Regions from separate parts of the Hordeum vulgare genome. Here region 2 is linked to region 1. The links are chromatin contacts, called in public Hi-C maps. All regions are on one chromosome and are shown on one strand. Each heading gives the region's core, a stretch centred on a gene start, on an enhancer-like site or on the middle of the called end of the contact. The rest is flanking DNA. Distances are from core to core; before and after follow the strand shown. Region 1 holds the start of LOC123444129 (origin of replication complex subunit 4). Region 2 holds the start of LOC123444131 (histone chaperone ASF1B).

Region 1 (3,721 bases), core at 651-3,150:
CAGCAGCCAATCCAACCGGCAGCCATCTTCTTCCACCGTACGCACTAGGTGTTCGGCGGAATTCCCCAAGGTAAAAAATGACAAAACTTGATGATTTAACTTGGGATTGGATAGTATGTTTGACGGTGGTTGTGTGCAATGTAGATGAGCTCGGTTGACTCCTTTTTCGTGGATGATTCATTGTCGAACGAGGAATTTGATTTGCATGAAGAAGAGGAGGTTGCTATGCTAGTGGCCATGCACAAGAGGAAGAAACCGAAGCACGGTGGTTCCGTTTATGGTCGTGCGTTCATTCGGAGAGAACGAATTGATGCGCACAAACGGGTTGTGCGCAACTACTTTGCATCATCACCTGTTTTTTTGGAGAATTACTTTCGACGCCGTTTCAGAATGTTGAAATACTTGTTCTTCCGCATTTGCAATTCCGTGAAGCAGCATAATCCAGCCTTCGAGCAGAGAAGGAACTATGCCGGGTTGCTTGGCCATAGCATTGAGCAGAAGGTCACTACCACTTTGCGCATGATGGCATATGGTGTTCCGGCAGATTACATTGATGACAACTTGGGGATGGCACAAAGCACTTCTATCTTCTATGTCAAGCAATTCGCAATAGCTATGGTAGAAGTGTTCGGTCCACAGTACTTGAGAGCACCCAATGCTCAGGACACTCAGAGGCTTTTGGAGATGAACAAAGCTCGAGGGTTTCCAGGTATGCTCGGGTCTGTGGATTGCATGCATTGGAAATGGAAGAACTTTTCAAAAGCATGGCATGGACAATTCAAGGGTCGTGGGAAGGATGCCACTATCATTCTTGAGGCAGTTGCTGATCATGAAACATGGATTTGGCATGCATATTTTGGTATGCTCGGTTCTTGCAACGACATCAACGTGCTCGACCAGTCACCTCTCTTTGCCAACTTAGCAAATGGAGAAGCACCACCGGTGACCTTCGAAGCAAATGGCCGCACCTACAACTATGGGTACTATCTTGCAGATGGGATCTACCCGAGGTGGAGTACATTCGTCAAGCCGGTTGCAAAACCTGAAGGTAAAAAAGAACTTGTCTTTGATAATGCACAAGCGACGGCTATAAAAGATCTTGAGAGGACATTTGGAATTTTGCAATCCCAATTTGGTATTGTGCGAGGACCATCTAGATTTTGGGATCAAAAGATCCTTTGGTACATCATGACCGCTTGCGTGATCATGCATAACATGATCATTGAGAACGAGCGTGGAAAACATTTAGATTACAACTTCTATCATTTGATGGACATTCCTGTTAACCCCCATGCGAAAAGAACAGCGCATCAGACGTTTCATGAAGGTCTACAAGAAGATTAGAGACATCGATGTGCATGACCAACTTCAGAAAGATTTGATGAAAGAGCATTGGAAATGGCATGGCGAAAGATCCGCATAGATTCATTATTTGTTTGTTCAAAACTATGTTGTATTATGCAAAACTATGTTGTATTTGTGTTGCATTTCATCTCGTGGATCTGAAAAACTATGTAATAATTTGATATTGTGGACATGAATTTTTTTATGTTGTTTCAAAACATGTTTTTATGCAATATGTGCGGTTGTGCACTGGATGGACAACGGCTGAACAATAGACGCGCGGCTGCTGGCCGGCTTTGGACCATGAATTTGGACCATCCATTGAAGTTGGTCTTTTGGACCATGAAGATTTGAACCATCTGTTGAAGTTGGCCTTTTTTTCAAAACTTCAAAACGCATTTTTAACGCTTTAAATTTTACATCTTCAACGGTTTAAATTTTACATCTTTAATTTTAAACCGTTAAATTTTGAACCATCTGTTCGAGATGCTCTTAATGCTCCGAACGACTCGAGGCCAGTTATATACCGTTACCACCAACACACCCTCGTAAACGATTCTATTACCGCACCCCTCCTCACACGATACCCTCCTCAACCAGCGCCGCCGCCTCCGTGGCCCCCTTCGAGCCCCCCTCCGCCTCCACTCGACCCTCTCCTCCTCGTCCGGCGCCACCGCATCTGCGGTATGCCCGCCGGCAGGCACGATCTGCACCTCATCTAGGGCTTCTGAGTTTCGAGTGCCCCTGGTCACCACCCCGTTCTTTGCCACCCTAGCTCGCCATCGTCGTCGGACGGCCGGAGCATTCGCTGCCGCCCCAGCTCGCCATCGTCGCCGGACCGTTCACTGCAAGGTACAGTTTCCCTCCCTCCTCCCTCCTTTTTGTCCTCAATCCTCCTTTTTGTCCTCAATCCTCCTTCCTCCCCGCAGAGTCTCGGCCGCGACCAGCACGGAGCTCTGCGGCGAACACCAGGACCGGATCTCCGCGCCCCCAATTGCAGGTCCGAATCGGGGTTTACTCCAATCTTGGCTCCGCCCCTGCCAACAGTTCAACTCCCATGGCGGCGGCGGCGCCGGCGCCCGTGGCGGGTCACGCACATGCAGTACTGCGTGGCCGGCTCTGCGACCCGGCCTTCGTCCACTCCTGTCTCAGATCCTCGCCCGACACCAACTACAGGTGAACCGAATCGATCCCATCCCCGCCCCATCATGCATCACCAGAAATAGCTCCGAACTCATCTCTCACAGTCTCACCGGCGCGCTCGGTACCGTGTTGTGTTGTGCAGTAAGCTCAAGTACCTCGTGGCCAGCTCGGTCTCCGAGGCCTGCAACAACTCCGTCCTCCTCCTTGGACCCCGCGGCTGCGGCAAAGGAGCGGTGAGGTTCCCTTTTTCTTCCCCCTTCCCTGACTCGCCGAAATACAGGTGCCCTGTTTGATGAAATGTGCATATGCGCATTTGGCATTATGTACTGATTTTTTCTGTTCTCAGTTGGTAGACTCAAGTTTTATTTGTTTATACAGGTGCTCGACATGGTTCTAGAGGACCTGAGGAAGGAGCATCCTGATGCCATATCCGTGGTATGCCTACAATGTGTTGCTAGAAATGTGTCTGATTAATCATTACGTGAAACACGCAAGCGATGCTTTACTTGCATCTCACAAAAGTGAACCTGGTCTTGTGAAGTTTGCGTGACATTGTGAGGGTTACGAGAAAAGGAAGTTTGTCTAAGGAAGCTGTAGGAAATGATTTGAAGAGCCTTTAAATAGAGAAATGCAAAAATTCCCTCGCAGCTCACTTTTTTTGTTGTGTTCTCAAATCCACTGCTGTCTCTTTTTATCAAGAGCGGTAGCATCTACTCGCTCGTTAAACTTGCTCTTCAGGTTGATAATTATGTAATGTTTTCAGATCAGGCTGAATGGCATGTTACATAGCGATGACAACTGCGCTACAAAGGTTAGCACTTCCGCTGACTATATCAGAGCTCGCTTTCTTCTAACCTTTATGTGGCACCTTCTCAACTCGCGTCTGTTACTGATTTACTTGACTCTGTACTTGTGACTTTGTGTTCTTCCCTCCCATTGAGCCATGCTGATATTTTTGCTATTTTGTGTTTTAAGGAAATTGCCAGGCAGCTGTGTCTGGAGCATCAATTGTCATTTTCCAAAATGGTGCATACTCGTCTACTTTTTCCTTTACTCAATGATTTTTTCGTTCTGCAATTCCAAATGGGCTGAAGGTAGACTGAAAGTCTTCTTATTTAGGCTTCTTCGGATGACAACACTGAATTCATGATTGACATGTTACGGTCAGTACTGCATTAAGATCATGAACACTTCTCAGTATGAAGTGATTCTCCTTATTTCAGCTTCTGTGTAA
Region 2 (3,721 bases), core at 701-3,200, 420 kb before region 1:
TGTTCGAGACTCATTAGCGTCAAACAGAGGAGGTTTCGCTCAAACAGGCCGGCCCATTCCCACTAGTTGAGCAAACGTATTAAAATCAAACAGATGCCAGCCTAGGATGGGTCGAACACTTGACCTAACACCGGATAACAACGTTGCCATCCGCTGCAACTTGGGACTGGACATGTCTTAAACTACAGCGCCACCCTTGAAGAACCATGTACCCCGGCAGATCCGTTTTTAATCTTTTCTCAGAAAAGCTAATGTTTTCTTGAATAATTTTGAAAAGGTATTTTTTCATCGTGAACAATTATTTAAAACATGAATACAATTATCAAACTGCGAACATATATCGAGTTCTTTTATGTATGATGAACAAATTTCAAATATATATTTAATATTTTGTAATATACATTGAACAACTTTTAACTATACATTGAACAGTTTTGTGATATATTGAACACCATATAAAATGCTTTGAACTTTTTTCGTGATATACGACAAACAAATTTTAAATATACATTGAACATTTTGTGAAATATACACTGAACAATTTTTAGCTACACATTGAACATTTTGGTGATATAGGGTAAAAAAATTAAATACACATTGAACAACTTCATGATATACGATCAACACTTTTTTGATTTGTGAATAACTAGAAGTGAACCAAATTTGAAAACTGTATTATTTTTTGAAATCATGAACAAATTTTGGAATTTCAAGTGTTTTTAAACAAAGGATAAAACTAAAAACTGAAAAGGATAAATAAAATGAAACAAAGAAATAGAAACAGAAACAAAAGCAGAAAAGAAAAGAAAAAAAGGAAAACCAATAGAACAAGGAAAACCAGAAAATTAGTAAAAAGAAGAAACCTAAAAAATTGGTTGAGAGAGTTTTTCCTGTCACCGCTTTGACGCTTGAATTGGTCCGGCCCGTTTTGCCGTGCTCCCTTGAGTGCTTCAATGGAAGCGCAGTGAACCTCAAAAAGGCTTAGACAGACCTAAAACAAGGAAAATCCTATTTGCCGTTTTGTGTGAAGCGGTGTTGAGGTTTGCACGGAGCGGGCGGGCCCAGGTAGCGAGAGTGCCGTGCCCGGTTTTGGGAGGTTCCAACTGATTTTTTTTCGGTTTTGAGAAACTGCTAGAAGGCTACCTGAACTTTTTTTTTCATTTTTCTGTTTTTGTTTCTTTTTTCTGTTTCTGTTTCAAAATTGTTCTGGATTTTGAAAAAATGTTCCATAATTTGAAAAAATGTTTTGGAATTTGGAAAAATGTTTTGAAATTTTAAAAAATGTTCCAGAATTTTGAAAAATGTTCATAATTTTTAAAAAGTATTCCGGAATTTGGAAAAATGTTTCAAAATTTGAAAAATGTTCCGGAATTTGGAAGATAATCCAGAATTCGAAAAATGTTCCAGAATTTGGAAAAATGTTTCATAATTTGGAAAAATAATCAAAAAAATGTTCCCTATTTTAAAAGTAGTTCATGTTTTTAAAAAATAATTTAAAAAATTCAACATTCGTACGTTTTGTTAAAAAAATTTAAAAAAATGAAAACGGAAAGGAAAATGATCCAAAAAAGAAAAAAAATACAGTCATGGTGCACCTACTGGGCCGGCCCTGTTGGAGGTCGCCCTGTGCAAAGCCCTGACTGATTGCTGCAGTGAGCGGCGATTAAGAGCTCCCCTAAAACAATAGGAAACCAGCCTAGATAGACCTAAAACCGGCCCCAAATTAGGCGGTCTGGTGGGTCGGCCATTTCTTTGCTGTGCCGCGCCTGGGCCAGGGGACTGCGGCACGAGTGTCTGCCCTGTGGGCCGTAATATGTGGCCGTTGTGGCCCATTTGGCCAAGTCTGGCAGTACCCCACCCACAACGTCGTCGATAGCCACTAGCCAGTAAGGAAGTACGGACCCCTAGGAAAAAAGAAGTAAGGAAGTACCGAAAGTACCCTTCTCTCTCCTGTGGGCTGTGTTCATCTCCCAAATCCAGCCAAAACCCCTCCCCCCCTCCTCTCGGTTCGGCGATCGGCGGCGGCGGCGGCGATGAGCGCGGTGAACCTGACGAACGTGGCGGTGCTGAACAACCCTACCTCTTTCGTCAACCCCTTCCAGTTCGAGATCTCGTACGAGTGCCTCGTTGCCCTCGAGGATGGTGCGTTCGCGTCCTCTCCCCCTCTCTCCCCCCTCCCCCCGCCGCCGCGAACTTCTCTGTTGCTATTGTTTCGCGTATTCTTGGGCGCTCGTTTCGATGCTGTGATGATTCAGGGTTGTTCTTCCGATTCGATTGCTGGATATGCGAGGCTGCTGAGATTGGGGTGGGAGCCTGGGGTTACTGCGGCTTGTATGCATTCTAGGGTTTTACAGGGGTGGTGGAGCAGTTGCTTTACTCGATGGGATTGGATAAGTTGCTCGGAATTGTGGATGGGTGTGATATTGGTGCATGTTGGTAAATGAAGGGAAATATTATATCATCTCCTGCTTTGACACCGAAACAGAGCTCTCAAAGTTATACTCCCTTCGTCCCCAAATAAGTGTCTCAAGCTTAATACAACTTTGTACTAGAGCTAGTGCAAAGTTGAGACACTTATTTTGAGACGGAGGGAGTACAAGTTTTAGCAGGAAGTAGCAGAGATTGGTCTGATAAGCCGCCTGTTAACATGATGCGTAGGGTCTCAGCTGGTACTAGACCAACGACCTCTGGGAAACAATATTGGCCTCTTACAATGAAATTGTCTAGTGTTAGATTCAGAAATCCTTCGCTAAAATTAATTATATGGACATGGGATGACTGACATACAATTTAACTGGTCTCCTGAGAAAGTAAGTGTGTTTTTCATTCACTTTATGTGCGAAGTAAATGTCTTCTTCATCACGCGACTTGTATGTTGTATTTAGATGCCATGCTGCTGGTATTCTACTATGCAAGTTTGATGGACTCTGTTTTGTGAATGTTTCTGACCTTCATTTTAAGAATCAAGGTTAGGCTGCTGGATACGGTGTATTAAGTAGGGCCATACTGTTAAGATAGTATTTGACTAATCTACAGGTTTCTTTCAGTCGACTTCTCTAAAATTAAGGCGGTGCGATGGGCACAGTTTTCTGGAGCTTTACGTGTTTCATTATGTTCTTTTAAGTTTATGATTCTTCCTGATAAAAAGATGATTCTATAGTGATGCATAAACGCATATCACGTATAGTTAAAATCATGAAAAATGCACAGGTTCTTGTATGAAATAGATACTACAGAGTGAACAAAATAAGGATAATTTGTGAGTTGCCACTTTCCTGGTCTAGCAAATGTATATTACTAGCAAAAGGCCCGTGCGTTGCAACGGAAGAAAAAATATCACACGCTTTTAATTTTTATAATCATTTTGATTTATTAAAATAATAAGCTAACTAACTAATGTAGTAAGTCCTATCCTATTTTGTTGGAAAATCAACCCGTCCATTGTTAATTCCATCATGATGAGAAATTGAGCGGGACAAGCAAAGCAAAACAAAGAGGCTACCTGAATTGATCAATGGACTGTTATCTTATTTCACTCATGGGGTAGAGAATGTGGGATCAGATGACAAACTGAAGGTGGTGTTCCATTCTCTCTCTCTACAACAATGCAATCTTACATTAAATACATTCATTCATCAGCAAACAAATTCCCACAAAACAAAATTTCTTGCCGGTGCTTGGCACACGGTTGGAGGCATGGGGAGGGGAGCTCACCAAATGA

The links. A called contact is a pair of places that touch in the nucleus more often than the background predicts.
Region 2: a contact with region 1 is called in a Hi-C map of leaf, with 5 times the contacts expected there. The contact joins the promoter of LOC123444131 here to the promoter of LOC123444129 in region 1. A contact is called at or near these places in 3 of 6 Hi-C or Micro-C datasets (leaf and seedling).

The regions. Positions count from the first base shown.
Region 1 is chr3H:436,425,946-436,429,666 of MorexV3_pseudomolecules_assembly, reverse strand. It overlaps LOC123444129 (origin of replication complex subunit 4), which reads left to right and starts at 1,900. Exons shown (of 17, transcript XM_045120748.1): 1 at 1,900-2,196; 2 at 2,274-2,520; 3 at 2,630-2,720; 4 at 2,866-2,922; 5 at 3,251-3,298; 6 at 3,463-3,513; 7 at 3,607-3,650. The coding sequence starts at 2,402.
Region 2 is chr3H:436,842,998-436,846,718 of MorexV3_pseudomolecules_assembly, reverse strand. LOC123444131 (histone chaperone ASF1B) reads left to right here and starts at 1,950. Exons shown (of 3, transcript XM_045120749.1): 1 at 1,950-2,142. The coding sequence starts at 2,034.